Linked DNA regions of Mus musculus: all the other regions are linked to region 5. Evidence: chromatin contacts called from public Hi-C, HiChIP or PLAC-seq and promoter capture Hi-C data. All regions are on one chromosome and are shown on one strand. The core of a region is the stretch at or near the end of the contact, and the rest is flanking DNA. Distances in the headings are between cores, read along the strand shown.

Region 1 (3,531 bases), core at 693-3,192, 650 kb before region 5:
TAAGAACTACAGGGCAAGAACACATAGTCTATTGGTAATATGCTTTATACCACCTATCATACGCCTACTTCATTGTCTACAGCAGGGTGTCATTTGAAAGCTGTGCTCTGATAAGTATAGTAGATGCAGTTAATATCCACTCATCCCAAAACCAGAAAGAAGTAAAGAAAGGCATGTGTCTGTTTCTTAAAGTGAAACTAGATGCGATTTGTCACCAAAGGAATAAAAACCCTTCCCTCGTTTTGAATATGGAAACCTGTATTATGACCCTAAACAATAACAACAAAACCCCTACAAGATTATTCACATCTACTTGATCACAGAGCTTGCTTTCCAAGACAAATTTATATACCAGACACAGGAGTAAAATTAGAAGTTTGGAGCTAAGACAAAAGGATGGGCCATCCAGAGACTGCCCCACCCGGGAGTCCATCCCATAATCAGCCACCAAACACAGACACTATTGCATACGCCAGCAAGATTTTGCTGAAAGGACCCTGATATAGCTGTCTCCTGTGAGGCTCTGCCAGTGCCTGGCAAATACAGAAGTGGATGCTCACAGTCATCTATTGGATGAACCACAGGGCCCCCAATGGAGGAGCTAGAGAAATTACCCAAGAGCTGAAGGGGTCTGCAACCCTATAGGTGGAGCAACAATATGAACTAACCAGTACCCCCAGAGCTCGTGTCTCTAGCTGCATATGTAGCAGAAGATGGCCTAGTCGGCCATCATTGGAAAGAGAGACCCCTGGGTCTAGCAAACTTTATATGCCCCAGTACAGGGGAAAGCCAGGGCCAAGAAGTGGGAGTGGGTGGGTAGGGGAGCAGGGTGGGGGAAGGATATAGGGGACTTTTGGGATAACATTTGAAATGTAAATGAAGAAAATATCTAATAACCCCCCCAAAGAAAATGTTAATTTAGGTGCAGCTGTAAACTGTGAATTACAGATCAATGTTTTCTCCTGCTTTGAGAAAACTGACTTATCAGTCTTAAGAAAGCTGTTGATTTTCTTTTAACTTTAGATCTTATTTTTCTTCCTCTTTAAAATAAAAGGAGAAATGAACAGCACTTGAGATAAATCCCTTAATTAGAGCAATACAGTTATGCTTTGATTTTAAGATTGATTTTTGATGCTAAGATTTAAGATTTAGGAGACTATCATTTCAATTTTATCATGTATGTTTTACAATTGTTTATTATTGCTCTCATTATATAAATAAGCCTTTTAATTGAGTTATTCCTCAGTTTTTCTTCAGTCAACTGTGAATAAATACTTCACTCAGCAAGAATGAGACACATTTCAGTGTTAATTCCATTAATGTCCAGGGTTTTGTCTCATTTTCTGCTCAAACATGTACCTGGCTTGAACAAATGATTCCAGTTAAGTGTCTATTGGATTATTGTTTCATCTTAATTACTCTTTTACTTTTACTTAAAACATTTTAACCTTACAAGTTCAAACCAGGTCTTTGAAATGAAGCGGTGACAAGTTAAGTGGTGCTATGCACACTCCAGTGAAGTCTGCTTGGCAGGCCGAGAGGCCTGAAAGCACTCACAAGGCAGGGAGTTTCAAAGAAACTCAACCTCCTGGAGCCAGGCATTCTCATAACCATATACTCATACCCTATCCTCAAGTTAGTCTGCTGTATGGATCCATGTGCTCTCTTTTAGTATTATTTTATTATAAGTGCCTTTAAAGATTGAATTCTGACATAGCTAAGCCTTCGTCAGTGTTCCAACATCCTAGAAAATCCTTGAAGCCAACAAACTTGGAATTCAGTAAGAAGGTTATCTGTTCATTAACATTCAAATTTACTTCTAGAAGAGACAGTGAAACTAATTACGCATTACAAAGAACGGAGCTAGAATAGCTCAGGGCTGGTCTGCAGAGTGATTACTTAGGACAGTAGCCATTTATTCCCAAATAAGGGAATATACAATGGCCTAGCTAATAGGTGGGTTTACCATGAAAGAGGGAATCCCATTGAGACAGGGATCTTCTCTACAGCCAGGTATAGCAGGCTAGATTGCATGTTAGAAGCAAGTTGGTGAATTCTTCTGACAAATGGAGATTTGTCACAGATACTTAAAAGAACAGCCAAGTTACCTTCATATGCAAGAATTTACCAGGGCCTAGGAAATAGGGGGGTTGTGATATTGCATTATTCATGAGAAGGTCTGCTAGAACAGAACCCCCTGGTACTAGCTTTCACAAGGCTCAAAGGAGTAGCACAAATTGTGACTAGGGTGAGAAATCCTTACCTGTCATTAGCTGACCCTAGGCAGGGCTGTTTTATCTTTACTGTAAATATTACCTGGTTCCTGTAAGTCCTTTTGAAGTCATTCCTTTGTTTTGTGTCAGGTAACTTCAATGTACTTTGCCTGCTGTGACTTCCTACCCCTTTGTTTTCTGTATTATATAAGACTGGTGTTCACTTTGTGACAATACACTCAGATTCTACACAATCTCTCATGTTGATTCTGTCTGTCATTCACTGTCTCCTTGTCCACCTGCAACCAGAGACCCGTTCTACGCAGACAGGGACGAAAAAGGGTCTGTGGCAAAGTGGAAGAACACTTATCAGTCTTGGCAGTGAATAGCTCAGATAGTGTTACTTTAGAACTTAGTACAGGGCGCCAATACGAGCCAATAGTGTAATCACTGTGATGTAAGTGAAACTTGAACTGAATGGATGCACCTGTCGCAGCTCCCAGCAATTATCACATTTTAACAGACGAAGTTAAGTGTGTTTTCTTGAAAATTAGTTTTGCCAACTAAAGTATCCAATACACACAGATATGTATAAAATTAGACACTGTATTTTTATGTATTATAACACATATTAAAAAACAGGCAATTGCTTTGTTCCGAGAAATAGTATCAAAAGATACAGTAAGTAGAAGATTGTATCTTCTGCTGTGTTGGATGTTTCAATATACCACACCATTGTAAGAACATGGATATATTCCTATGGCTATGCTCTCTATGCTGGGTATATATGTCAGAGTTCTACAGTAAGCAGGATAATAGAATCATCAAATCTAATATAAAGAAAAGATGTAGAATTAATTATAAAGTTACAGACTTTATCATCTTTATCAGTCCTAAATACATGTTAAAGAAAACAAGGACATAAATAATTATATCAACTTCTGCTTCCATGATCATCCCTCATCAGTAAAATAATTTAGAAAAAATATAATTGACACTCTTCTGGTTTTTGATTGCCAAGTTTTCAATTATCTATGTCATTTGTGTAAGCTATTAGACAACTAATCTCAGTAATAATAGATTGTGGGCTCCATTCAAAAGAGATTTATATTTAATATAATGATTAGCAGGTACATAGTTCTCAGGTGTTTATGTGTTTCAAAATAACCCTCTCTTAAGATCAGGAAGTTTGCACAGCAAGCTCTAGATCATGTTTCCCGGATATGGCATGGGTTGTACATAGAAATATGCAAAGGAACTGTGATAAGCAATTCTCTGCTTTCTGTTGAGATCTCAAGTTGTCTGTGCTCCAGAGTTT
Region 2 (4,084 bases), core at 1,282-3,781, 560 kb before region 5:
ATATCCCTATTTCATATAATAAGGTTAGCATGTCACCTTGTTATTAGTGCTTCTAGAACCAACGAGAGCTGAGAGACTGCATTTCAGCAACCAGCTGCCTGCTTCTTTTTGACATTATTAATAAGCCATGGAATGCTCTTTGAAAGAGGCAGAGATTTGAAAACATGACATGAGTGACAAAGCAATGTCCCAATTATTTACTCTTTTCCATTATAGTCAAAATAAATTGTTTAATGCAGGAAAAGTGGTCCCTTATATTCCCCAATTTAAAAAAAAACCCAACTATGGAACTACTATTTCTTTGACATTTTAATTATGAATACCATAAAATATTAGAACCCTGCATATGACAATTTTGGCTAATGCCAGCCGAGGAAAGATATTAAATAAGGTGTGATGTTGCATTTAAAATTACACTACCATGAAAATGATAGTTTTAATCAGCAAGCTGGCACAGGGCTGAAATCCATAGGGAGTCTATGAGCTGCAACCATGTGTCCTCAGAAAATAGGTACAGCCTGGTTCTGAGTAAAGCCACAGTACATAGATTAAAGACGGATAACACACAAGCAAGCTGTAAGTGACGCTAATTATAAATTTCCTTGTCTTATGTACGGATCCATTTTGAAAATGTGTTGATCAACTCTCAAGCCAAGTCTATCATCTTTTGTTCTTGCCATTTATTGGTTTCTGAGATAGAAAACTACACCTCAACAAAAATCTAATAAATGCTAATTATTATGTTGGATTTTTTGGTGGCTAGAAAGAAACATAACAAATACATCTACACATTATAAATGTTTATGGACAATGTAATATATTCAGTGTTTTATGTGCTCAATAGCATGAGCTTTGAAATAAGGCTACTGGATTGATTGTTTGTTTATTTGAGACAGGGTCTCAAACTTTTATTGATTTAAAGCTTTGCATCACAGTATGAATTAGAACTTGTGCAGCAAAGACTAGCCTTGAACTTCTTATCTTTCAGCTTCTATTTTCCAAGTTCTATGATTACAGTCATGTCCCCCCACAGTTGATTTTATGGATTTCTGCACATCAACCCCAGGGCTTCAGATATGCTAGGCAGGCACACCATCAACTGAGTAGCAACTCATACTGTCAGTATGTTGTAGTTCAAACCCCCCAGTTCTGCATCTACTTATGTAATCTTAACCTGATATCTTCTTCTGAGTCTCTTCTCCTTAAAATTGCAACAAACAATATCAACCCAAGAGTTACTGTATGGGGTAAATTAGAATAGAAGCTGTGCCTTGGCTATTCAACTATAATAATACTTTGAAATCAGATGAAATGATGCTCTTTTCTATGTCAATATATAACAAAAGTGCCTTTGATAAAAATCCTACATTGCTACATGATAAAATTCATGTATAGACTCTTATAGTGGCAACAATCTAATTAGATTTGAAGCTCATTCCACAAGAATGAATTCATACCTCCTATAAAACAATATGACTTCATACTATAAATCCAGTCAAAAGTCCATGGGTGAGGAGGTTAGATGCCATAGGAGAAAAAGTAATAGTGATGTTTAGCTGAATTATCATGCCAACAGGCTGCCTCCTAATATTCATGTTCATATCCATAGACAAAGGCTACTCTTGTCTTTTACCAGAGAAGCCTTGTTTTGGATCAAATGGCAGCAAGTACAGAGATGTATAGATGCTCAAGGTGTTCAGAGTAAGTGACTTTTGAGTACTCAACAATCACGAGGGCATTTATACAATCTCTGTAAAGTTCAAGTGTGGTCAAGAAGAGGGGACAGAAAGAATGTGAGACTCAGAAATTGAAGAGAGCGCTGTAAAGTGTTGAATTCTGGGAAAGACATAACCAATGCTACCGTGACCTCTTATCATCTGTAGCCATATGCAATGGATCTACACAAGACTAGGGCTAGCATAATCAGTCATGGATACAGTAAAAACTTATGGGGCACTGCCTGTTATCTATTAACTACTGGCTACTGATGGCTTTTGAGGAGAGGAATTCAGTTATGAGTTCACTGCTGAGGCTACCAACCTCTAGCAGAGAGTTCCATTTCACACAGAAGTTCCTGGTTAACTCAGTGGACCTCAAAAACAACAAGACATAAATGCTAAAATAAGGCCTGTTGGAAAGAGGAAAGGTCAGAGAAGTGGGAAGGAGACTGGAACATAACAAGAATATATTTCACACACACACACACACACACACACACACACACACACACACACACACACACACACACACATATATATATATATATACACAATTGTCAAAAGAGCAAACTCAATAGAAGTTTAAAAAAAAAACCCTTAACTTGTAAACATGATACAGCAAAAGAGTTAATCTTACCTCATATAGCAAAATTGTAATTCAACTAAACCTACCCTAAGCAGCCTCCTGTCCCCTCTGGACCTTCATTATCCAGCCACCTCTCTGTCCACCTTCATCAGACCTACTGATCCGGAACCATATAGTTTAGATTCCCTTCCTGCACCCATTTTCCTTCCCACTGTGCCTGCTGTCTGTCCAGACCTCCACTGTATGGTCACCTCTCAGTCTGCCTCTCCACTCCCCAACCTCCTTTCTGCCATGTCCCCAGGGGCATAACCAACTGCTTGGAGACTTGCATGTCCCTATGAGTTCTATTTTCCAGCCCAAAGTTACCCATCTGAGGCCTGCCACACCAGGATCATCAAGTTGAAGTACCCCTCCCAATAACTGCTACACCAGTAACATCCAGGGACAACCAGATGGCTAAAGGTCAGCATAAGAACACAATCAACAAAAGCCAAGGCATTATGACACCTTCAGAGCTCAGCTATCCTATTAAAACAAGCCCTGGATATCCTGACACAGCCAAAGCATAAGAAAATGACCTTAAATCCAACCTTATAAAGGTGATAGAGGCCTTTAAAGAGACAATGAATAAATCGCTTAAACAAATACAAAAAAAAATACAGGTAGAGGCCTTTAAAAAGGAAACAAAATAAAGCCCTTAAAGAAATCAACTAAACATCCTAAAGCAGGGAATGTATCTTGTATTGATGAGGCCTTAGATTCCAGTAGCAGTTTTCTTACAAGTGTAGTAGGAAAATGAAAGGCATTGAGAAGAAAATATGATGATGAATACAGATGAGGAATATTGATGTGGTCACAGGCCAATATATGATGGGTATCTTCCAGAAGCTAGTAGAGACAAGAATGAACCTGACCCTAGAATTCCCAACACCTTCATGCCAGACATGAATTCTCCAGAACTATGGAATATCTCTGTTGCTGTAAGAAATGAAAACTGTAGTAATCTATTGGAAATCCCCAGGAAACTATAAAATACACAAGCAATATCATTGAGTTCATGATGGTAACAATTACTACTGCAATACATTTTGACATAGTGATGAAAGGATTTGTAAATCCTAGGCTCAACTATTATAACACTGTGGTTGAAACCTTACATGTATCAGCAAATAAAGACTTCTTATAATTCTTCCTTATCTCACAGAACTCTAGAGAGGACATCATGAAGATCTACATTAGACACACAAATTGAATTTAGCAATATAGAGAGGAAGAAAACAAAAGAAATTTCTAAAGAATGTAGAGGATGAGGGATTTGGAGCTGATTTTGTTAGTAGCTCTTGCCTCTTAGTGAAACAGTAGAGATTTTGAAAATTATAGACAATCTTAGAATCTCTGGAACAGAATCCAAAACATTGTATTCTGCAGGCAGGAAGCTGGGTAAAAGTACACAAGCTAGTCCTACCCCAAATAAAATTATCTTTATGGGAAGATGTCCTTAAGAAGTAGGTCAGAAAAGAAGAGGCAGCATCATCGAATTTCAGCAGTGTGCAAAAGTCAAATTCAAGGACAAAGTATTCCATTCACAGTCTCAACTAAAGCTGCGTGTCTCATCCATTCCAATTTTAGTTTTGCAGATTTTCACTTAACTCGACAAAGTAAGATATCCATCATGGCTAGCTGAGAAAAGAAAAACAGAAACATTTATATATTACAGAAAATGACTTCCTTTTCTTATCTTTTATGGATGGAGAAGAAATTTTGTTTGTTGCCATTTTCT
Region 3 (3,957 bases), core at 1,316-3,815, 520 kb before region 5:
AAATGATATTGAAAATGCTGGCTTAATATACTCATCACTTTTGGAAGTAGCAAAAAGTGATAGAAATGAGAACCCAAAGCTGACTTTTGTAGTCAATAAAGTATTATTTTACCTGTGCCTTTTGGAAAACTCATTTTCTGGCCTCCACCTACATATTGTCTTAAGGAAATATTATTCTAATCTTGAGAACATGATATTAAATCTAGGAGTACTTCCCATTCAGTGGTGAAGAATTAAGAACTGCCCTCCACTGCAAAAGTTCTTTTCTTTTAATATTGGTAAGCTTCACTGAATAAATAGTGGAAAATTTTTCCACCCAGCTTTAACTTATCATTTACCATATGAATTAAACATGACCTGCTACTCTTGGGCTCACTGAACCTTGTAGTGAAATCCAAATCACTACATGACATTCACTGAGTTTTTCCCATGTTCCAGGATAATGACTTCCAGCAGTTTTCCCTTGTGTAAAGTTTCCTATTCAGTTAATCATGTCTGCAGAGAAGAAAAATAATGGCCAGTATCACAGTGAAAAAGTCTACCTATTGAAGTCCCTTGAATTTTGCATCGGCCTGAGGAATGTAGACTGTGCAGTCACGTTAGAAAAATTACACATAGCATATGTGTACATGTAAGTGTGTGTATGTGCACAGGTGTATATGATATAGTTATACAAATATGTATTTATATGTGATATAAATGACATTTATATATATATATATATTTATACTGATACTATATATATTTTTTTATGTCTCCATACATTAATTTAATAAAGTGAAAGGATTGCCCCATAACAGTTGAATATATGAGTTGTTTTTTCTTTTTTTTTTTCTTTTTTTTTAAATAGTTTTTATTGTTACATATTTTCCTCAATTACATTTAGAATCTATCCCAAAAGTCCCCCATACCCTCCCCCCCACTTCCCTACCACCCATTCCCATTTTTTGGCCCTGGCATTCCCCTGTACTGGGGCATATAAAGTTTGTGTGTCCAATGGGCCTCTCTTTCCAGTGATGGCCGACTAGGCCATCTTTTGATACATATGCAGCTAGAGTCAAGAGCTGGTTAGTTCATAATGTTGTTGCACCTACAGGGTTGCAGATCTCTTTAGCTCCTTGGATACTTTCTCTAGCTCCTCCATTGGGGGTCCTGTGCTCTATCCAATAGCTGACTGTGAGCATCTACTTATGTGTTTGCTAGGCCCGGCCTAGTCTCACAAGAGACAGCTATATCAGGGTCCTTTCAGCCAATGCTTGCTAGTGTATGCAATGGTGTCATCATTTGGAGGCTAATTATGGGATGGATCTCTGGATATGGCAGTCTCTAGATGGTCCATCCTTTTGTCTCAGCTCCAAGCTTTGTCTCTGTAACTCCTTCCATGGGTGATTGTTTCCAATTCTAAGAAAGGGCAAAGTGTCCACACTTTAGTCTTCATTCTTCTTCAGTTTCATGTGTTTTGCAAATTGTATCTTATATCTCGGGTATACTAAGTTTCTGGGCTAATATCCACTTATCAGTGAGTACATATCATTTGAGTTCTTTTGTGATTGTGTTACCTCACTCAGGATGATGCCCTCCAGGTCCATCCATTTGCCTAGGAATTTCATAAATTCATTCTTTTTAATAGCTGAGTAGTACTCCATTGTGTAAATGTACCACATTTTTTGTATCCATTCCTCTGTTGAGGGGCATCTGGGTTCTTTTCAGCTTCTGGCTATTATAAATAAGGCTGCTATGAACATAGTGGAGCATGTGTCCTTCTTACCGGTTGGGACATCTTCTGGATATAAGCCCAGGAGAGGTATTGCGGGAACCTCCAGTAGTACTATGTCCAATTTTCTGAGGAACCGCCAAATAGTTATTATATGACCTCAATGAATTTTGTGTAATTATATATTATCATATTTTATATTTTATTTATATATTTTATATGTAATCAATATACATAATTAGGAACCATTCATCGAATGATGAATACAATATCCATCTGAGTATGAGTATAGATATAATCAATTATAACTTATAAGAAGTAAACCTACAAATTTAGTTTATAATTAATTAATTAATTGTGTACAAATGAGAATTATTTTTTGTTATTAGTATGAATTTTAACATAATTTCCTAAAATGTCATTTTATGGTATTTTCAAAATATTTCAAGTGAATTTTACAAAAACAATTCAGTGTTTAATGTAGGAAGAATGAAACACTCTATAAATTCACATGGGGAAACTACATCAACTTCAGTGACTTATGAATATGATTTCTTTCTACTTCCTGTCAACAGAGGTCATGGGTTTCAACAATTTTGTTGCAAATATTTTTCTCATAAAACATGGTGAAAGCAATGTTCCCTAAAGAAATGATCTTGCCCACCCAGCTTCACAACCTCTAGTGGTGTTTATTGGTGGTAATCCTGGGTAAATATCTTGATAAGGGGAATTAATATCTGAATACTTTAAGCAACTCGGCATGGCAAATGTTAAGATTTCAGCAGTATCTGTACAAAGTCTTGTTCCTGTGTGTTATGGAACATCTTTGGTGTGGAACCCACAGCCACAAATGCATAAAGCGAAACTACCAATGAGAATGTAAAAATCTCTACCACAAACTGCTGTCAATTGTAACCTATAGTTAACCAAAATTCTTTGCTTTTAATGGTTATTAAAGGTTGTATGTTTTTTTTATTTTCGTAAAAAGAAGAATGTAGTCTGGAAAGACAGAGACGGGCATGTTCTTGTGTTTTATGGAGTTAGGCACTCCTGTTCTTGTAGAGTTGTGAGTGCTCATTTTTATTGTTCCAGTGGAAACAGTACAGGAAAGGCTCACAGACATCAACATTGAACCTTTGAGAGCAAATCCATCACACCTGTGCAAAAAGAAACCAATAGACGGTGACAGTTTAGCAGGATGCACACTAACCTACCACGTAGTCTGAGACACAGAGCCTCATATTTTCAGAAATGCACATACTATCAAATAGCACATTTGCAAACAGTATCTTCAACACAGACACAGTGAGATCTGAAAGCAACAGTTCACACAAAGAGTATGGGGGCCTCCCCTCTACTAATAACACTCAGGATAGAAAAGAATCTTTCAACAAAAAATAGAATGTCAAAGGAAGATGGACAGATACTGTGAAATAAAAAGAAAAACATTTTATCTTTTCTAGACTTAGATTTTGAACCTAAACTACACTCAGGATATACTTAGTAATTATTACTTTATAGTGTCTACAATATACTGACATTCAACTAGTGAATAATTTTGTGTCACTCTGAAATTTTATTATACCTTTCTAAATATACTTTTATCACATATGCCAAAAAAAAAAGATCACTACTGCATCCTGAAATCCAACAGAAGACTAGATAGTTAAATCTATTAAAAAAACTATTATGGCAATCAAGCCTCCCTCCAGATCAAGACAATCCATTTAGTAATTATTCAATAAACATTATTTAATATTTTGCTAAAGAGTCTAATGAAATGTCAGGTGAAATATGTGTATTAGACATTATCTGGCATGCAGCAGACAGCTTCTGCTAAAATAAAGATGCTTGAGACAAAAGATTATCAACTCTTATTCTTTCTTCCAAAGCATTCTATCTGTATTGAAGAACCCACCCCAGTGATGCTCAGAGTTTGAGAAGTAAAATAGTGCATGCAAACACACACACACACACACACACACACACACACACACACACACACACACACACACACAGAGAGAGAGAGAGAGAGAGAGAGAGAGAGAGAGAGAGAGAGAGAGACAGAGACAGAGACAGAGAGAGAGAGAGAGAGAGACAGAGAAACAGAGAGACAGACAGAAAGACAGAGACAGACAGAAAGACAGAGACAGAGATATATATAGAGAGACAGAGAGACAGAGAGAAACAGAGAGACAGACAGAAAGACAGAGACAGACAGAGAGAGACAGAGAGAGACAGAG
Region 4 (4,066 bases), core at 339-2,838, 600 kb before region 5:
TCAGTTATCTTAAGCTATTTATGGAAGTCAACAGTTATGTGTTGCTGGTGGTTTTTGTATTAGACAGTTGAATTTCAGTAGACCTGTTGATAGAAGAGCTACTTTGAATTTTCATACTAAACTCAGAAAGCAAAAGCACTAGATAATTTCCTCACACCAGTGATTGCAAGGTACACATCAGTCAGGAAAGGTTATAATCAACCTAGTGTTCCCTTCTGCTTACTGAGGAAAGCAGTGTCTGAGGCAGACTGGATGAACTCTGCCAAGATCATTAAGGAAAAGCCAAGACACAGATCCCACTTGGGCCACAATTGAGGTTGGTAGGATTTGGGTATATGTGACAACAGCATAAGCCTGCTTTGCAGTCTCTGACTGACAGCTTAACAAGGTAGCCAGGAAATCACTATGGCAAATGGTTGGATCTTGTAAAGAGTTCACTTTTGTTGCAAGCAGGTTCAACTGAATGAACACTTGGCCAAGAATCAGATGGCATATATTGATTGTGCTACATACCACTGCCAAGAGATTGCTTAGGAAGGATTAACACAATAAGAAAGTAGATTCTAAGGACAAAGGATGTAGGACAAAAGAAGTTTCATGCTGATCAAATTGATATTTCACACCATAGATGTGTTTAAAATTCATGAAATGGCGTAAGGAACAAAGAGGTTCAGATGAGGGAAGACAAGAGCTGCTTCACTGGGTCTCATTCATATTGCAGATCTGTCAGATCCACTCCAACAGTAATGATGATACTTATCAAGCACGGAGTGTCCATCGGAAACCACAGTGATGAGTATTACAATAGCCTACATTTACTAGATGCATAAATTATGCCATTATCTGTTAAAAGTGCATCTAGATAAAAGTGTATTTTCTATATCTTAAACTATTTCTCTCTTTCTTTAAAAGAGCAATAAAAATATAATTTTTCCAATGCCAAACTGATAGAAAGAAGGCAATTAATACAATGACTCTCTATATAATGATAACAAATTATGCATTAAAAGTTAGAAGCAATATAAAAATTCCAACTTCATAAAAGAAAAAGTGGGACTGGAGAGATAGTTAATGTTAAGACTGCTCTGCCAGAGGTCCTGAGTTCAATTCCTAGGAACCACATGGTGGTTCACAACCATCTGTAATGGAGTCCCATGTCCTCTTTGATGTGACAAGATTCTTACATACATAAAATAGATAAAAACTTAAAAAAATAAACGCAAAAGAAATGTCTCAGCAAGTAAAGGACCTATTGTACAAATTCACTGACTTTACTTAGATCCATAGGACCACAGTGGAAGAAGAAAATAAGCCCCCTTAAGGAAATTTGTCCTCTAGCATCCACATATGTGCTCTGGCATGTGTGGATCTATCCCTAAACAAAGACACACAGACACACCTACACCTACATATGCTCAGACACAAAGACGCATACAGACACACAAACACATACACACACAAACACCAGCTATGAAAAGTTTAAAAAGAAAGCAAAAGAGTCTATCGTTTGCTAAATTTCTTTCGATATGTTGGAGGGGACTCCCCATCTCCTCCAGCATTTACAAGAAAATACCATAAACTGGTTCATTGTGAGACTGTAACAAACTACACTTCCCATGAGACAAGAAGAAAGTCCTTACCACACGATAAGATCCTTGCTTTGGGTTTCTGTCCTCTAGTACGTTGTAAAGAAACTTTCTGTTGTTTGCAATTTCCTGGTGACTTAGATCACTTCTGATCACATTGCTGCAAACTTAATCAACATGGCTCTAACTCACTATTTGGTGACCTCAGATATGTAATTTACCTCTAGACAGCCAACCCTCAGTTACAATTTTATTACTATGAAGTCTACAATCATTTTGTTTTAATCTGAATGTTTGTGTCCCCATCTCCAATTAATAAATTAAGATCACAATACTCAAAGGGGTTATTGTTTGGAGACGGACGCTTCTTACCATTTACCAAAAGAAAGGAGGGCTCTGTGGTTTCCCCCATTTGCAGCAGCTTTATGAGCTACTTCTTGGTGAGAACTTTAAAACTCCAGGGAAACTGTGACGATACTTTTGCTTGCTCTTTGCTTTTTCTGTTGTCTAAAACATGAACGAACTGGATAGTAAATTTGTTTTAATTGTACATATAACAGCACCCAACCCATCACAGAATTTTATCTTAGAAGAAACTTGATGATGATACAAATGGGCATAAAAATGGAGCAATTCCTCCATCATGAGCCACCCATTATATCTTATAACTGTGCAAACGAACGTAATACAAAAGAAATTGAAATTTATATTCCAAACCCCATTTTGTTTTGTTTTTGGTATTTTTGTTACTATATCATTTTTTCTATCTTGTATTTCATAGAGAAGTCTGCCACTGCCAAATGAAGCTATCTGCATGGACACACCCCCAGGACGATGATGGCTTATTTTAATATCAAATTGGAAACCACAATTACTCTCTAAGGATTAATTATTCTAAAAAAAAAAAGGCGGGCGTGGTGGCACATGCCTTTAATCCCAGCACTCAGGAGGCAGAGGCAGGCAGATTTCTGAGTTCGAGGCCAGCCTGGTCTACAAAGTGAGTGCCAGGACAGTCAGGGCTACACAGAGAAACCCTGTCGTGAAAAACTGAAAAAAAAAAGGATTAATTATTCTTATTCATAAAGATACGTAAAGTGTAATCTTTCCAGATATGTGGTTTTTCTTCTGATGAATTTACATACAGATTTGAGAAAGCATACTATATTTGGTCATAATTTTGAGAAATAAATGAGATGCTACAACAATTTATTCTTGTTTGCCTATGTGTAATTATTAATTTATTTTATATATATTATTTAAAACTCAAAATAATGAGAAATATAGCGTTTCAAATGTCAAGCTGATTGAAAGAAGGTAATTAATTCAATGACTATATATAATGATTTTATATATATATATATATATATATACACCCACACATACACATATAAACACACACAAATATACATACATATACACAAACACACACATACATGATTGGCAATTCAGAAAGCATCCTTACAGCTACAGCTTCTCTAGAGTTTTAAGGCCCTGGCCAACAAATGTATACAACAAATGTATACACACACACACACACACACATATGTGTGTGTATATGTGTGAGAGAGAGAACTTCTCAGTGTGTATGTTTCTTACAATATGTGCTTGTGTGTGTGTGAGAGAGACCTTCTGAGTGTGTATGTTTCTTGAACGTATGTTCTGGGGCCTAACCAGTTAGTACCAGAAAACCAATTGGTGTGGTCTTCTCTGGAGAAGACCATTTCTATCATGCTCAGTATTTCTTAATTGACTATAGGTCTTTGTGTAGAATTGAAGTCTTTTTATGAGTTGTTAGTCAGAGGGGTCCTATTGATTCCTAAAAATTGCAGAATATGGTGGTAAGACCCTACAGCTGAATTCATCACATGTCTTGACACTTGATCCGTAATAACTAGCTTTCATAGTGCTAAAAGGTCTTATGTATGCTACCGAAAGAGAAAAATATTAACAGTATTACCTATCTGGGAACTCTGAGAAGTATAATTAGCTTAGCAAGACGTGCCCTCTGGTACAATAGTAGCACACAAATTATAAGAATAAACAATCATTTTTTGATTGGATTTAAATTCTGGTCCAAAAGATAGAACGTAAGGCCTGGTACTGTTAACTATGATGAAAATCTATGGCTGGCTAGGCCATAGGCTCTAGTGGAGAACCTATTCCTGTAATTCTGCTAAATGGGCAGAATTAAATTGATTCTGAATGTTGTTACCCATAGATTAGTCATTCAATCATCAAAAAAGCTTCATTTTGCAATAGACAACAATTAACACCGAGACCCACAACTGGTCAATGTGCAGAGATAAATAAGAGTGTGTAGTGTTGTGTTTACTCTAAATGGGGTATATACATCACATTCCCTTAGTCCAAGGTTCTCAGATTATTTTGAAAGTGAAGTGTGTTAGAAAAATTGTAATAACTTCAGGTAACAAACATCTGCAGCAAAACTATTATTTGCTGTTCTTGACACTACCATGCAT
Region 5 (3,825 bases), core at 1,231-3,730:
ATAGATGAGCTTCACTGCATTTTGTTTCAGCTTCGTAAACTGGATTCTTATTTTCTGTTAGCTTAAAGCTATCGTGAAGAAAGTCTAAAAGATTAGCAAGCAAATGTCTCAGTCAATAACACATCCAATAATAGACACTGATTTTTCCCAATAGTATACTTTAAGATACTTAATAATCGTGCTTTTTAGGTGTGTTTTTAATAAGGTCTCATAATACAGCCCAGACTAGCCTTGAACTCAGTCTTCCTATCTCAGCCTTTCAAATGTTGTGAATACAGGTCTGTACCGCTATGCCCACCTTAATATACTCTCTGTCATGAAAAATTAATACCAACAATTTTTAATTAGAAATTTCTCTGAAATGTCATAACTGTTCACAATTCATCCTTACTCTCTTTGCAAACCCTCTCTTACCTCCAAGATCTCTGCTTGTCTCCCTCTCCCTCCTTTCTTCCGTTCCAACCAATCCCTTTCCAAATTTTGTGAGCCTGGGCTTGCTTTATATCTAGTTTATCCAAGGCCATCTGTGTGGACTGAAACTATTTCCTGTAGCCTGAACTACACCAGTATTAATTTTTTGCATTTCAGGAACTTAAAGAGGAAAGAAACTGGGAAGGAGTTTGTTAGCAGGCTATGAGGAATGTCGTCTCATGTTTTTCTGACAACCAGCTAACATGAGTACCAATCATACAGTGTGGCCGGTGAGGAATGGGGGTGCAAGGTAGTTTCCGTCCTTATTTTTCTGGTGTTGATTTGTGTTCTGTGCTGACACCATTCTAGAGATTACTCTCCAAAGGACATGCAGACACCAAAACGACATCAATGGTGACAGCAGACTCAAAAACTGAACATCACCACTGACTTTTTTTTTTATCAGCTAAGAATGCTTTCCCTTCTGATGTTCCTGATGAAAAGGCTTGCACACGAAATGTATTTTGATACCCACATGTTCCCTTATACAAGTAAACACAATTCTGAGTACTTCTCTAGGCTGAAGTTAGTTGAAATCGTAAAATCTTGGTTCTCTCACTACTCGTTTGTTTCTGAGGCTTGCTGAAGAATCATAAATTCTTGGCAGATTTAAAAAAAAAAAAGATTTATTTATGTGAGTACACTGTAGCTATCTTCAGACACACCAGAAGAGGGCATCAGATCTTATTACAGATGGTTGTGAGCCACCATGTGGTTGCTGAGAATTGAACTCAGGACCTCTGGAAGAGCAGTCAGTGCTCTTAACTGCCGAGCCATCTCTCCAGCCCCCATAAATAACAGTAGAGGCATACCTACTTGTTTCACACAAGATTCAAGCCACCTAGTTACCCGGTTAGATGCTAAGCATGGAGTGAGGTTTTTGTAAGAAGTTGAATTGTTCAGAAAACCATACTACAGTCTCATTGTGTAGTTTTTAAAGGATCTGGTGACAGGGTTTTAATTGCCCCCTGGTGTTTTCCGATCTTAAATTCTGTTTTTTAGGAGAATAGTTGATAATTAAGAAATGATTGTTCCTCATCAAAGAAGAAGCCGAACAAACTATAAACCAAAGAATAGGGAAAGGCAAATAGACCTTTTCCGAGTTAACAAAGAGGCAACGCCTGGAAATTCGTTAATTTGCTTGAATTTCAAACCCCTCTCATCCCGCAGGTGAAGATGGCTAGCAGAAACTGAACAGGAAAGCACTTGTTTCAGCCTTCCTGAGGAAGAATGCTCTCTCTCTACAGTTAAACAGTCCCCCTCAACTAAATCTCAGGTGTGCCTGTGGGCCACAGGTCTCCAAAGAAAGCCCTAAACTCTGCCATCTAAGTGAGAAGTTGCAGTTCCGTGTTGCTCGCCTTCCTCCCCGCCTCCGCTTTGGTGCCCTATTGAGCGCAGCTAGGGCACTGCCAAGTAACTCCTTTTATGGTGAGAGGATGGATTCTTAGTCGCCTCCCCGCCCAAGCCTGGTACCTACTCACCGTGCCTCTGCCAAGTCCCACCCGGAGCTCTCGGGCGTACACACCCACGGACAACCACACACCCACTTTTCCTCTCCGCTCTGTGGCTCCCGGGTAGAGCCCTAAAGCAATTGTCCCGACATCTCAAGACCCACATGTTTGATCTGTGGGTGGAAGATGCGAGAATTTAACCACTCTAACCCGCAGAGCAATGTAGACCAGACACAGGTCCCAGCATCATTCCCGCTAAATGCCCAGCTTGGGAGTGGCGAAGCTCGAGCTGGCGTTTCCTGGGGACTCGATCTGGGGGGTTTCGGTACCTTCGAGGGAGGGAAGGCACTGAAGCTGCACCCGCAGCCGGGTGGCACCCCCGCAGGTCCCTCCAGACCTCCGCAGCTCTCCGCCCCGCCCTCCATCACCGGGCTCCTAGGCGGTGCTAGAGGAGGTCTCGCCCCGCCCCCTTTCCAGATCAGCCAATGGAAGCCCGGGCCGCGCTATGACTGTCTCCGCCCCCTCCGGGGAAACTTGCGGGAGGAGAAAAGTTTGTTCAGAGGCTGGAGACGCCGAGAGCGAAGCTCGAAACCCGGCAGCGGGAGAGGAAGATGAACGGCCTCAGGTCAGAGCCCCAGGCCCAGTGGACCCCGTGCCGCCCCCAGAGCCCAAGGAGCGGCCTCAGCGGCAGCCGCCTTCTCCGGTAGCTGTCCGTTCAGCCCGCTGCTGGGGAGGAGGGAGCCCGGACCTACGCTCTGTTCCACCTGCACGCGTGGCGGCGACACACCTGGACGCTGACCTCCCGCACTAGACCTGCGCGGGCCCTGCAAAGCTGAGACTCGCCTTTGAAAGGAGGAGGCGTTAGTAAATCAAACAAGAAACCCCAGACTGGTCTTCACCGACCCATCCCGCTAGCCTCTCTGGCTTTCCAAGCTTTTTTGAAAGCAAGATACTCTGACCTCAGTTCCGGAAAGTTGGCAGCCACCGAGCCCCGGTTCCGAGACAGCAAAAGCTTGACAAGTTCCGCACTGCGTGGGAAGAGACTGATGGCTGAGGTTGGAGGTAGGTCCTGAACATCTGAGGCCTGAGCCTTGGGCACACCGGGCTCCTAACCCCACCCTACAGGTAAGTCGGGATGGAGGTCTTTGCGTGTTCAGGCGCTCTTCCGGGAAACCAAAGAACAGAATGTCCCATAGTGTCCCAAAATGTCCATAACTTCTTTCGATGAGCATTTTATCCATTCTGTGGGGAATATCACTAGGGAGTCACTTTTCCCTTGAGAAGGGTCTTGCTCATCTCGGCGAGGGAATGAGCTGATTATGGAGCGGTGGGGGTGGGGATAGGCGGGAAATAAATATATTAATGTCAGCAGAGCGGTGCTCTTGACAGAACGGATCCAGACCTTGGGAATTTAAGTAGTCACAGTTAATGAGTAGCTACCGATGAGGAAGTTGGATCTGGGTGCTCTCCTTATCTCTGCGACACAGCATTTTGGCCATGGGTCGAACACCTTGCAAGTGGTAAATGGCTCGTTTCTCTTTCTCTCTAGGTACCATTCCTAGATCGAACCGTGAGCTCCAACGCTGTGTGTTACTAACCACCACCATCATGTCCATCCCCGGAGTCAACGCGTCCTTCTCCTCCACTCCGGAGAGGCTGAACAGCCCGGTGACCATTCCCGCAGTGATGTTCATCTTCGGGGTGGTGGGCAACCTGGTGGCCATCGTAGTATTGTGCAAGTCGCGCAAGGAGCAGAAAGAGACGACCTTTTACACTCTAGTATGTGGGCTGGCTGTCACTGACCTTCTGGGCACCTTGTTGGTAAGCCCGGTGACCATCGCCACATACATGAAGGGCCAGTGGCCCGGAGACCAGGCACTGTGTGACTATAGCACCTTCATCC
Region 6 (3,835 bases), core at 433-2,932, 690 kb before region 5:
TTGTGTGCTTTAGTTGAATGATAGAATTATCCCTCAGGTCAATTAGATAACTAAAACAGTGGCCTAAAGACTGGAGTGTTATTAAAGAAAAATATCTATCTCACCTCTTCTGAAAATATTCAAGAATGCATTGAGTTCTCTCGGGAGTGGTCTGCCTGGATGGCCATGACAGTAGTCTTTTGAGCATCTAATCTCAGTTAATACATTGGTTACAAAAAGTAGTCCTTCCTGCCTCCTACAATGGTAAGAAGAAATTTGGTATAATAAATGTAACTTGTTTACCACAAAGTAGGCCTCCCATGAATTAAAAATAAATTCTATTCCTTAATAGAAACCAGAGAAGCCAAATAGTGTAGTGAATAAGAGGAATGGAGTCTGTAAACTTCCAAACTAAGTAGCCGGCAGGCAGAGTGAGAATTAAGTACAATGTGAATTATTGAATAAAGGTGTTTTATGCAAAACAAAACAAAACAAAACAAAAATCCCTAATGTATGGAGCACACAGCTGGTTCAAAATAAATTGTGTTTTCCTAGATCATGGAAATTTACACATAAGATTTAAAGTCTTAAAGTTAGATTAGGCCCAGGGGTCCTGAATCAGCATTCCTACAAACCTTGAAGAAATTGATTTTTGAATGGAATTGTTGACTTGTTTGCCTATGGTCACAGAAGCAACTGCCCTTGCTTACAAGTTGCTCTAAGACATTCATTTATCTCATAAATAGTCCCTGACTCTTTTTCTTACTATTTTCTAGTAGTTTTGTTTCCCAGTGTATTGCTAAGAGAATTGAAGGGGGCCTTTGAGGCAGTATTTGGAGGGCAGTCATTTCTCATTAGCTCCATCCCTTAGGGAGAAAGCATAAATCAACTTGATAAATGCCCACCTGGGCAAAGGTGAGCTTCCTAAACGCTGAGATGCTAATTTGGAGCATGCTGAGCTGTTATGTAATGTTTGGTTTCAAATGCAGTTTTACTCTTTCATTGCACTAAATATGCCATTGGGTTTCCTCTTCCTGCTGTGGCCCCTGCATTGTAGGATCTTGCTGAGAACTCAGCAGACAGAAGGTTAAATGAAGGAAGTATACCAACGTTCCAATGGGAGCCCTGACTGGATTCTCTCTACATGTTGCAACAAAACAGTGTGGGAAGTTCCAGTACAGAACATGCGGGAAATGCTCTCATATAGCCGAAGTCTTTACATAAGTGGAATCTGTCTATCATGAACCTGAAAAATGTTCCAATGTTGACAGCATTAAGATGAAGTGATAAAACAATTGGAATGTAGAGAAGTGAGAGTTGGCACAGAATGAGATATTCCTTATGTTGACTTGTTTAATGGACACATAGAATTCACTGTACATATGTGAGTGTGTGAGTGAGTGTGTGTGTGTGTTTGTGTATTTCAAATGTTCTTTAATGCAAAGATTTTTTTTAAATTTTATGATAGTATGACAAAATACTTGTGAAACATTAAAAAATTAAAAAAAAATCATACCATTCATGCCAATGCAAGTTGATTTTAAGATACCTAAAAGAAAGATGTAAAGAATTTAGGATATAGATAGATTAATCTCAAAAATGATATACTTGGAAATTGGCTCTTTTCTATGTAACTGTAGCTTCCCCCAGCCTTGAAGCAGGTTGATTCAGACCTCACATCCTCTGAGAATGAGACCGCCTGGGGTGGACCCTTCTGACTTAGATGGCTCTATTGTTCTTTCACCTGCGGGCTGCTCTTCTCCAAGACACTGCTACCTGCTGAGAGGCCCTGGAGATATTCCAGAGACTGCATCTGGCAGATCTGCCTACAGGCCGGCAACAGGCACCAAGAATGGATTGGCCTCCCCCCTTTATAAGCACAGACTCTTAGTAAACTTTGGGGTCTTAAACAGAAACATGTCTTGGCCTTCATTATTTCTCTCGTCGTTTCCTTCCATACAGCTTCGGCCTCCCACTCAGGAACCCAGTTAGTGAGGCCGCAGGCGGCTACATGTAACCATTTTTTTAATTTACTTTTTTATTCTTTAATACTTTTTTACAGTCCAGGTTTCATCCCTATCCAGGTCTGCCCCCCAACCGCTACCCATCCTATATCTCCTCCTACCCCCTCCATCTCCAAGAGGATGTTCCAGTCCTCTACCTCTATCCCACCAGACCTCCCCACTCCCTGGAGCCTCAAGTCTCTCTAGGGTTGAAGATGCACCTATGTAACAATTTTTAAATGTTCCAAAATTTATACAAAGGAATAGTCAACTGAAGAGCCCAGTGAGTCTATTAATTATAAGAAGAACCACAGAAGCATGGTAGAGAGAAGTTAAGAGCGAAGTAAGGGTAGTTGGAAAGCTGGGAATCTCCATTTTCTAGATACAACATGGCTGTTGGATTCATGAAGTCACAGAAGCCAGAGGCTATGCAGAGCAATCCTCTAGCCCTGGAGAGGCGGGGCTCACTGACAAGCTTGTTTGTTTAGCTTATCTTACTAGGATTCTGCTTATCTGGACAATGGAAAGCTCTCCAGTAGTGTCTGTGTTTGCTTACACAAATAAATATTGGATTAATTAGAACATGTTCTTAGAGAAGAACACCAAATTCTCCCTTAAACATCATCAACGTAAGTAGGATGACCCGTTGTTGTTTCATGGAGGTTTACTTCACTATAATTATGTCATAAATAAGGATAGTGACAGAAGCATTGATATGAATAGTGTCTGTCTCAGGAAATGACTTTTTGTGCTAAATATACAAATTTACTTAAATTTCTAATTAAATCTGAGCACTTTGCTGTTAAAGAATGAAAGAAGATAATGCCAGAGGGAAGATCATTAAGTCATTCAAAAAGAATTTAAGTAATTTGTTAACTAAAAATCATATTTGCTGGTTCTTTGAGTAACTTTTTTACTTTTCAAGTATTTTTGCATGTAAAGTATCATGAACATAAAGTATCATGAGAAAATAAAACTGCAAAATCATGATGTGTATTATCGCCTCCTCTGGAGTTTGATTTCTAAATAAGAGTTCACAAGTCAGAATAGATGCTTATGATCACCTAAAGTGTTGAGCATCATATGCTACCCATGAAGAACATGCACAAGAAAGGCTCACATTGAACACTGAGAAAGCAAAGAGTCCCTCAGATACAGTATTCCAAAATAAGCTTGAAGTGATTTTTTTGGTCACAAAAGACACATTGGAATAGGGAAAATAAGAATTCTATGAGCTAGAATGAATGAATGAATGAATGAATGAATATATACATAAAGGGTTTCTGCTCTTCGTCCTGTTCTTTTTATCTTCTCTATTTCTTCCTGAATTGAGGCTTTCAGTTTCATGGGTAAGGAGGAGTGGATAAACTAGATATGTAGGTGTGAGCAGAGCATGCTGTGTGGTGCTGGAGAACAAATGACCAGGACTGCCAGCAAATGCAGCAAGCAGACACGGAAGGGCCCCATCAGGCAGCAAAAGGGAGCTGTGTAAGGTTTTGACTCTGAACAGTCAAATGACAAATGCCTGGATCAATGGGTGTCCTGGCACTACTTTGTAAAACTACACACAAGACAAAGCACTAAACTTCTGAGAGAAATAATTTCCGAATCAAATTAAATGTATGAAGTTATTTCTTTCTCGAGTAGATTTTGAAATAGCTCATTAAATGTTCATTATCTTCAGTTTTTTCTGGAAAACCTATGGTATCCTATTACTGGAGGGAAAAAAAAAAACAACTTAAATGGCTTTATAACCCTGGATCAGTTACAAACTCAGATTTCAAATTTGATATGATTATAATAATTTCACATTGTCACAATGATATCAGAATATAAAAGAATGTAGTTAGAAA
Region 7 (3,979 bases), core at 972-3,471, 630 kb before region 5:
CAAGAACATGGAAGAACTTTGTTACAAAGCCAACGTCAGCTTACAGTATGACCAGTGTGCTTTAGAATCCTTTTTATTTTTTATTTTTTGAGATTATAATTATACCATTTTCTATATTTAGGAATGCATTGATGCAACCTGGCTAATGTATATAGTGTTATTCATATGTGTATGTTTTCAAATCTTTGTCTAGACATTTAACAGCCAGGACAGCTTATCCAACAGAACACTCTATATCTTTACACAGTCAGCCCATTCTTTGCATCTGTTCCTGCGGCATAGCAAACCAAGTAGTTGATTCCTCTACATCAGAATGTCTAAATAACATCTGCTCCTCTGTCCTGGGCTTCTGGGAAAGGAAAGAGAAACATACAGACAGCAACAAACCCTAGTGAATCCCTTTGCAAGCCATTTGGTGCCTCTCCTGTGCACTGCCTGTGGCACGCTCAGGAACTTGTCCCCGAGCACTCCATGTCAGCCAGACAGGTTTTGTCCTCTGAGCTGACTTAGAAAGAGAAATCCAGCAGTTTTCTCCCCAAGTGGACTGTTACACATTTGGGGTTTAGATTAAACGAGTCTTCTATGTATGGAAAGCGGGGCTGCAGATATAGAGATCAGATCTCCCTAGGTGTGGAAGTCCCGTTTGTGCAATGTTACTTGCATATGTTTTCAGGGCCGACCGTTTGGTTTTGGATAACAGTGGCCTTCCAGGATTTCCTGTTTCTCATCATGCCTCAAGGTCTCGTGCTAACAATTGAAACTCGTAATTCACTTGCCATAAACCCTGGGCTTTAGTAAATATTTTATATTCATTAATTATTTTCATCATTAAGACATAATCCTCATTTTATGAATTTGGAACCAGACATACCATGTACCAAATATTTAATAATCATTTCCTCAAGTCACCAAATCACAGAGTGTGAAACCAGGATTTAACCTTAGTTTATCTTCATATGCTATATTCTGCCTAAACTCTTGCAAATTAGGGGATAATATTTATAAATCTATAATTTCTTTTTGTGGAGTAAAATTTCATCTTAAGTCCTATTAATCTATTTTCATATATTCAAAACAGGCATGCTCAAAATTAACAAATGCATGCTATGTTCTTTTAGCATCTATTTATTTCTAATGATCTAGTTATTTAAATTTGGGGACAGATTCTTACTCTGTAGCCTAGGTTGGCTTCAATTTCACTTCATAGCCCAGGATGGCTTCCACATCAGTATACTGTCCAGGTTGACTTTCAACTAGTGACTTTGAACTTTGAACTCTCTGTGCTAGAATTACAAATAACTATAGTCAAGTCCAGCTCCATTTTGCAACAATTCAAAAACAAAAGGAAGTTATGTAAACAGTATTTCAAAACATATGTCATGGAAAGCAAGCTGATATTCATGGACAATACAATCAAGTAATCTTTAGAGAGAATATTAAGACAAAAATCATAAGTGTTAAATTTTTCTCCAGAAGTGTAATCATTAATTGTTCAGTTCCATATGTAGCAAGAACACTGTACTTATTTTGTATATGATAACACGTATGCCTAGAAACATGGAGATCAGTCATTATTAGAGTAATCAGGAAATGAGCAGTCTCCAGAGGATCTTGCACATTCCATTACACTATTCCTTGCCATTGAAAGAAGCAGGAGTTAAAGTCTCACTAGGGCCCCTCGGCACCTACTTCCCACCCATGTCCCCACCCCCTCCTCTCTTTAGGGATAAATGAGTGCTATTGTATTTTTAAAAATAGTTATAAATTAAAAAATATTTTTATTTATTCACTTTTCATCCCTCTCACTGGCCTCCTGCTTACCCCCTTACAATTCTTCCTCCCTCCCTTTCTCTTCCGAGCGGGTGGGGCCTCCTGGGTATTCCTCCTCCCCTTGTCACTTCAAGTCTCTGTGAGGCTAGACGCTTCCTTTCTCACTGAGGTCAGACAAGGCAGCCCAGCTAGTAGAGCATATTCCGTACACAGGCAACAGCTTTTGGGTTAGCACCCAAGAAATGCAAGGATTCAGGACAGAGTTGAGACTAAGGAAATGGCCAACCAATAATCAGTCCAACTTGAGACCCAGCCCATGGGCAAGCACCAGTCTCTGACACTGTTAATGATACTTTGTTATGCTAGCAGACAGGAGTCTAGCACAGGCTGTCCTTTGAGAAGCTCTAACCAGCAGCTGACTCAGACAGATGAAGATCCCCACAGCCAAACAAGTGGGTGGAGCTTGAAGACTCTTTTGGAAGAATAAGAGGAAGGAATTTGAGCTGAAGGGGCTAGGAACTCCACAGGAAGACCAACAGAGTCAACTAATCTAGATCGTTGAGTCTCTCAGAGACTGAACCACCAACTACAGGCTAGACCTAGTTCCCTGTTCATATGTGTGCAGCTTGGTCTTGATGTGGGTACTGAACAACTGGAGTGCTATCTTATTATACTCCAGCCCCTTCTGCATGAGAACAGATCAATGCCAGGCAAATCACCCTCTCAAAACTACACCCTCCCCCAAACCTCACTCACCAGAGCCTCAGGAATTCGTTCCTTAAGCTGCAAATGTGAAACTTTGGAAAGCTGAATTGGTAGCTGAATTGGTAGCAGACAGTTCCCAGTGTACACATTAATATTTTCACGTTGAACCTGGCTCGTGTTTATACATCCAGCCTGGCATCTGGCATTTGTTACTAGAATAACACAGCTTTAAAATGCCTGCCAGCCCCGCGGCAAGCCAAGTCATCTCCACTTAATGAGAAGTATCGCTCCAAGCTTCTCTAAACGTTAACCAGATGCCACACGCTGTCAGTTCTTCTGCCACCGGAATATTAACAAAGTGTCGACACATCTGTGAGTCGCGCTTAGATCCAGATGACAAAGTGATACTGTGATACCAACAAGTTGAATGATGATCCCTAAGCCAGAGCATCTGTTCCTGCAGGTCCCCTGAAATTTTGAGTTAGGCTTTGTTTCAAATTTATGTATAGGCAGTGAGTGAGGTCTCATGAGTACAACCGATCTTGCTACAGTGTATCACAGAGCTCTGGATGTAAGGCATCTCACTTGAGCTCTAGTGGGATTTTGTATCCCCTTGAATATTAAAGGGAGGAAATAGAAGTTACACAAATGGAAACAGTCTACATTGTTGTCTTGTCACTGTTTCTTTCCACGTTCTCAACTGCTTGCTGTGGAAAAACTCACAACAAGGAAAACAAACCCAACACGATCCTTAGCAATCCAACCAAACAGGAAAAAAAATAATCCAAATATTCTGAAATTGGCAGAGACTGGCAAAAAAAAAAAAAAAAAAAAATCTGTGCATATGCATGAGCTCCTCATACTCCTATATTGTGCCCTTGCGAACTGAGAGCCTATCTATTGCAGTGTCAAAGCCTAAAAAGTATTTTTAGATTTGGAAAGAACCTTCACAATCATTAATATCCCTCCTAGACATTGGTTCTGTTTCAGCTACAATGTTTTTCCCTTGAGGGCATGATATATGGGTGGGAGAGCAGGTCTAATGGAATCTTCAATCATATACACGAGCCTGGTGTTTTAGTAAATAAACATGTCTCCTGAGCATTGTGGGCAATTCTAGGCCCTTAGGGAACACAAGGGAGCCCCCAGTTTATAACTAAATACACAAACGGAGCCACAGGAAGACCTCTTCCTCCCACGTTCATCGGGAAAATCACTGATGCACAGTAATATATTTAAGGTAAGTGAAGATGTGCTTTCCTTCATATACAGAAGCTCCTTTTAGTAATGTTAATATGTTTGGGTTCATTCTACATAGGCCAGCTTCACATATTCAACAGGTAACAAATGGTCCCTTTTGTAAGTTAGATATTATTTTACTTGCTATAGATTTAGTGGCAATGAAAGTTGAGGGAGACTCTTCTTTAGTTAATCAAAATAAATAGAGAGAAAACCTCTGAAAGATTGTATTCAAACTTTCCAGTAGCATTTCTCATATTTTATC

What was found. Promoter capture Hi-C pulls out the DNA fragments that hold promoters and counts their contacts. A called contact is a pair of places that touch in the nucleus more often than the background predicts. HiChIP or PLAC-seq counts read pairs in DNA pulled down with a chosen protein or histone mark.
Region 1: a promoter capture Hi-C map of embryonic stem cells shows a contact between it and region 5, with 6 times the contacts expected there. The contact joins the enhancer-like site here to the promoter of Ptger4 in region 5. A contact is called at or near these places in 16 of 39 promoter capture datasets (the 3T3-L1 cell line, 3T3-L1-derived adipocytes, the C10 cell line and 10 more), 1 of 15 datasets of contacts at CTCF or cohesin (the NIH/3T3 cell line), 18 of 484 Hi-C or Micro-C datasets (CD8 T cells, the MNK3 cell line, the NIH/3T3 cell line and 12 more), 30 of 115 datasets of contacts at active chromatin or transcription factors (the 230-238 cell line, CD8 T cells, the SCID.adh cell line and 16 more) and 4 of 9 other capture datasets (embryonic stem cells, liver, macrophages and 1 more).
Region 2: a contact with region 5 is called in an H3K4me3 HiChIP or PLAC-seq map of the SCID.adh cell line, with 19 read pairs. The contact joins the enhancer-like site here to the promoter of Ptger4 in region 5. A contact is called at or near these places in 17 of 39 promoter capture datasets (the 3T3-L1 cell line, the C10 cell line, the HPC-7 cell line and 9 more), 2 of 15 datasets of contacts at CTCF or cohesin (large pre-B cells and pro-B cells), 7 of 484 Hi-C or Micro-C datasets (the NIH/3T3 cell line, bone marrow-derived macrophages, muscle stem cells and 3 more), 24 of 115 datasets of contacts at active chromatin or transcription factors (the 230-238 cell line, CD8 T cells, the NIH/3T3 cell line and 15 more) and 5 of 9 other capture datasets (adipose tissue, embryonic stem cells, liver and 2 more).
Region 3: an H3K27ac HiChIP or PLAC-seq map of regulatory T cells shows a contact between it and region 5, with 12 times the contacts expected there. The contact joins the enhancer-like site here to the promoter of Ptger4 in region 5. A contact is called at or near these places in 14 of 39 promoter capture datasets (the 3T3-L1 cell line, HPC-7-derived erythroid cells, cranial neural crest and 8 more), 2 of 15 datasets of contacts at CTCF or cohesin (the NIH/3T3 cell line and large pre-B cells), 2 of 484 Hi-C or Micro-C datasets (bone marrow-derived macrophages and uterus), 19 of 115 datasets of contacts at active chromatin or transcription factors (the 230-238 cell line, CD8 T cells, the NIH/3T3 cell line and 14 more) and 2 of 9 other capture datasets (adipose tissue and macrophages).
Region 4: a contact with region 5 is called in an H3K27ac HiChIP or PLAC-seq map of thymic regulatory T cells, with 11 times the contacts expected there. The contact joins the enhancer-like site here to the promoter of Ptger4 in region 5. A contact is called at or near these places in 9 of 39 promoter capture datasets (the 3T3-L1 cell line, the C10 cell line, embryonic stem cells and 5 more), 2 of 15 datasets of contacts at CTCF or cohesin (the NIH/3T3 cell line and large pre-B cells), 2 of 484 Hi-C or Micro-C datasets (bone marrow-derived macrophages and group 2 innate lymphoid cells), 16 of 115 datasets of contacts at active chromatin or transcription factors (the 230-238 cell line, the NIH/3T3 cell line, the SCID.adh cell line and 11 more) and 2 of 9 other capture datasets (adipose tissue and macrophages).
Region 6: an H3K4me3 HiChIP or PLAC-seq map of embryonic stem cells shows a contact between it and region 5, with 9 read pairs. The contact joins the enhancer-like site here to the promoter of Ptger4 in region 5. A contact is called at or near these places in 13 of 39 promoter capture datasets (the C10 cell line, cranial neural crest, embryonic stem cells and 8 more), 1 of 15 datasets of contacts at CTCF or cohesin (the NIH/3T3 cell line), 17 of 484 Hi-C or Micro-C datasets (the 3T3-L1 cell line, the AML12 cell line, CD8 T cells and 13 more), 28 of 115 datasets of contacts at active chromatin or transcription factors (the 230-238 cell line, CD8 T cells, the NIH/3T3 cell line and 20 more) and 2 of 9 other capture datasets (macrophages and pancreatic islet).
Region 7: a contact with region 5 is called in a Hi-C map of the N1E-115 cell line, with 6 times the contacts expected there. The contact joins the enhancer-like site here to the promoter of Ptger4 in region 5. A contact is called at or near these places in 16 of 39 promoter capture datasets (the 3T3-L1 cell line, 3T3-L1-derived adipocytes, the C10 cell line and 10 more), 1 of 15 datasets of contacts at CTCF or cohesin (the NIH/3T3 cell line), 3 of 484 Hi-C or Micro-C datasets (the N1E-115 cell line, bone marrow-derived macrophages and uterus), 18 of 115 datasets of contacts at active chromatin or transcription factors (the 230-238 cell line, the SCID.adh cell line, astrocytes and 13 more) and 4 of 9 other capture datasets (adipose tissue, liver, macrophages and 1 more).

The regions. Positions count from the first base shown.
Region 1 is chr15:5,894,307-5,897,837 of GRCm38.p6, reverse strand. No RefSeq gene overlaps it. Among named protein-coding and RNA genes, the nearest start is that of Gm41259, 150 kb to the left of the region's middle. Within about 2 kb of position 1,942, at least 8 of the 459 cell types and tissues checked have an H3K27ac peak or open chromatin away from gene starts, as enhancers often do. A contact at or near this core is called in embryonic stem cells, where this site is marked.
Region 2 is chr15:5,797,953-5,802,036 of GRCm38.p6, reverse strand. No RefSeq gene overlaps it. Among named protein-coding and RNA genes, the nearest start is that of Gm41258, 130 kb to the right of the region's middle. Within about 2 kb of position 2,531, at least 2 of the 459 cell types and tissues checked have an H3K27ac peak or open chromatin away from gene starts, as enhancers often do. A contact at or near this core is called in the SCID.adh cell line, where this site is marked.
Region 3 is chr15:5,761,324-5,765,280 of GRCm38.p6, reverse strand. No RefSeq gene overlaps it. Among named protein-coding and RNA genes, the nearest start is that of Gm41258, 89 kb to the right of the region's middle. Within about 2 kb of position 2,565, at least 11 of the 459 cell types and tissues checked have an H3K27ac peak or open chromatin away from gene starts, as enhancers often do. A contact at or near this core is called in CD8 T cells, the SCID.adh cell line, effector CD8 T cells and 2 more, where this site is marked.
Region 4 is chr15:5,844,268-5,848,333 of GRCm38.p6, reverse strand. No RefSeq gene overlaps it. Among named protein-coding and RNA genes, the nearest start is that of Gm41258, 170 kb to the right of the region's middle. Within about 2 kb of position 1,588, at least 2 of the 459 cell types and tissues checked have an H3K27ac peak or open chromatin away from gene starts, as enhancers often do. A contact at or near this core is called in regulatory T cells and thymic regulatory T cells, where this site is marked.
Region 5 is chr15:5,242,842-5,246,666 of GRCm38.p6, reverse strand. It overlaps Ptger4 (prostaglandin E receptor 4 (subtype EP4)), which reads left to right and starts at 2,480. Exons shown (of 3, transcript NM_008965.2): 1 at 2,480-2,984; 2 at 3,472-3,825. The coding sequence starts at 2,969.
Region 6 is chr15:5,931,653-5,935,487 of GRCm38.p6, reverse strand. No RefSeq gene overlaps it. Among named protein-coding and RNA genes, the nearest start is that of Gm41259, 110 kb to the left of the region's middle. Within about 2 kb of position 1,682, at least 9 of the 459 cell types and tissues checked have an H3K27ac peak or open chromatin away from gene starts, as enhancers often do. A contact at or near this core is called in embryonic stem cells and stem cell-derived epiblast-like cells, where this site is marked.
Region 7 is chr15:5,868,248-5,872,226 of GRCm38.p6, reverse strand. No RefSeq gene overlaps it. Among named protein-coding and RNA genes, the nearest start is that of Gm41259, 170 kb to the left of the region's middle. Within about 2 kb of position 2,221, at least 16 of the 459 cell types and tissues checked have an H3K27ac peak or open chromatin away from gene starts, as enhancers often do. A contact at or near this core is called in the N1E-115 cell line, adipose tissue and second pharyngeal arch cranial neural crest, where this site is marked.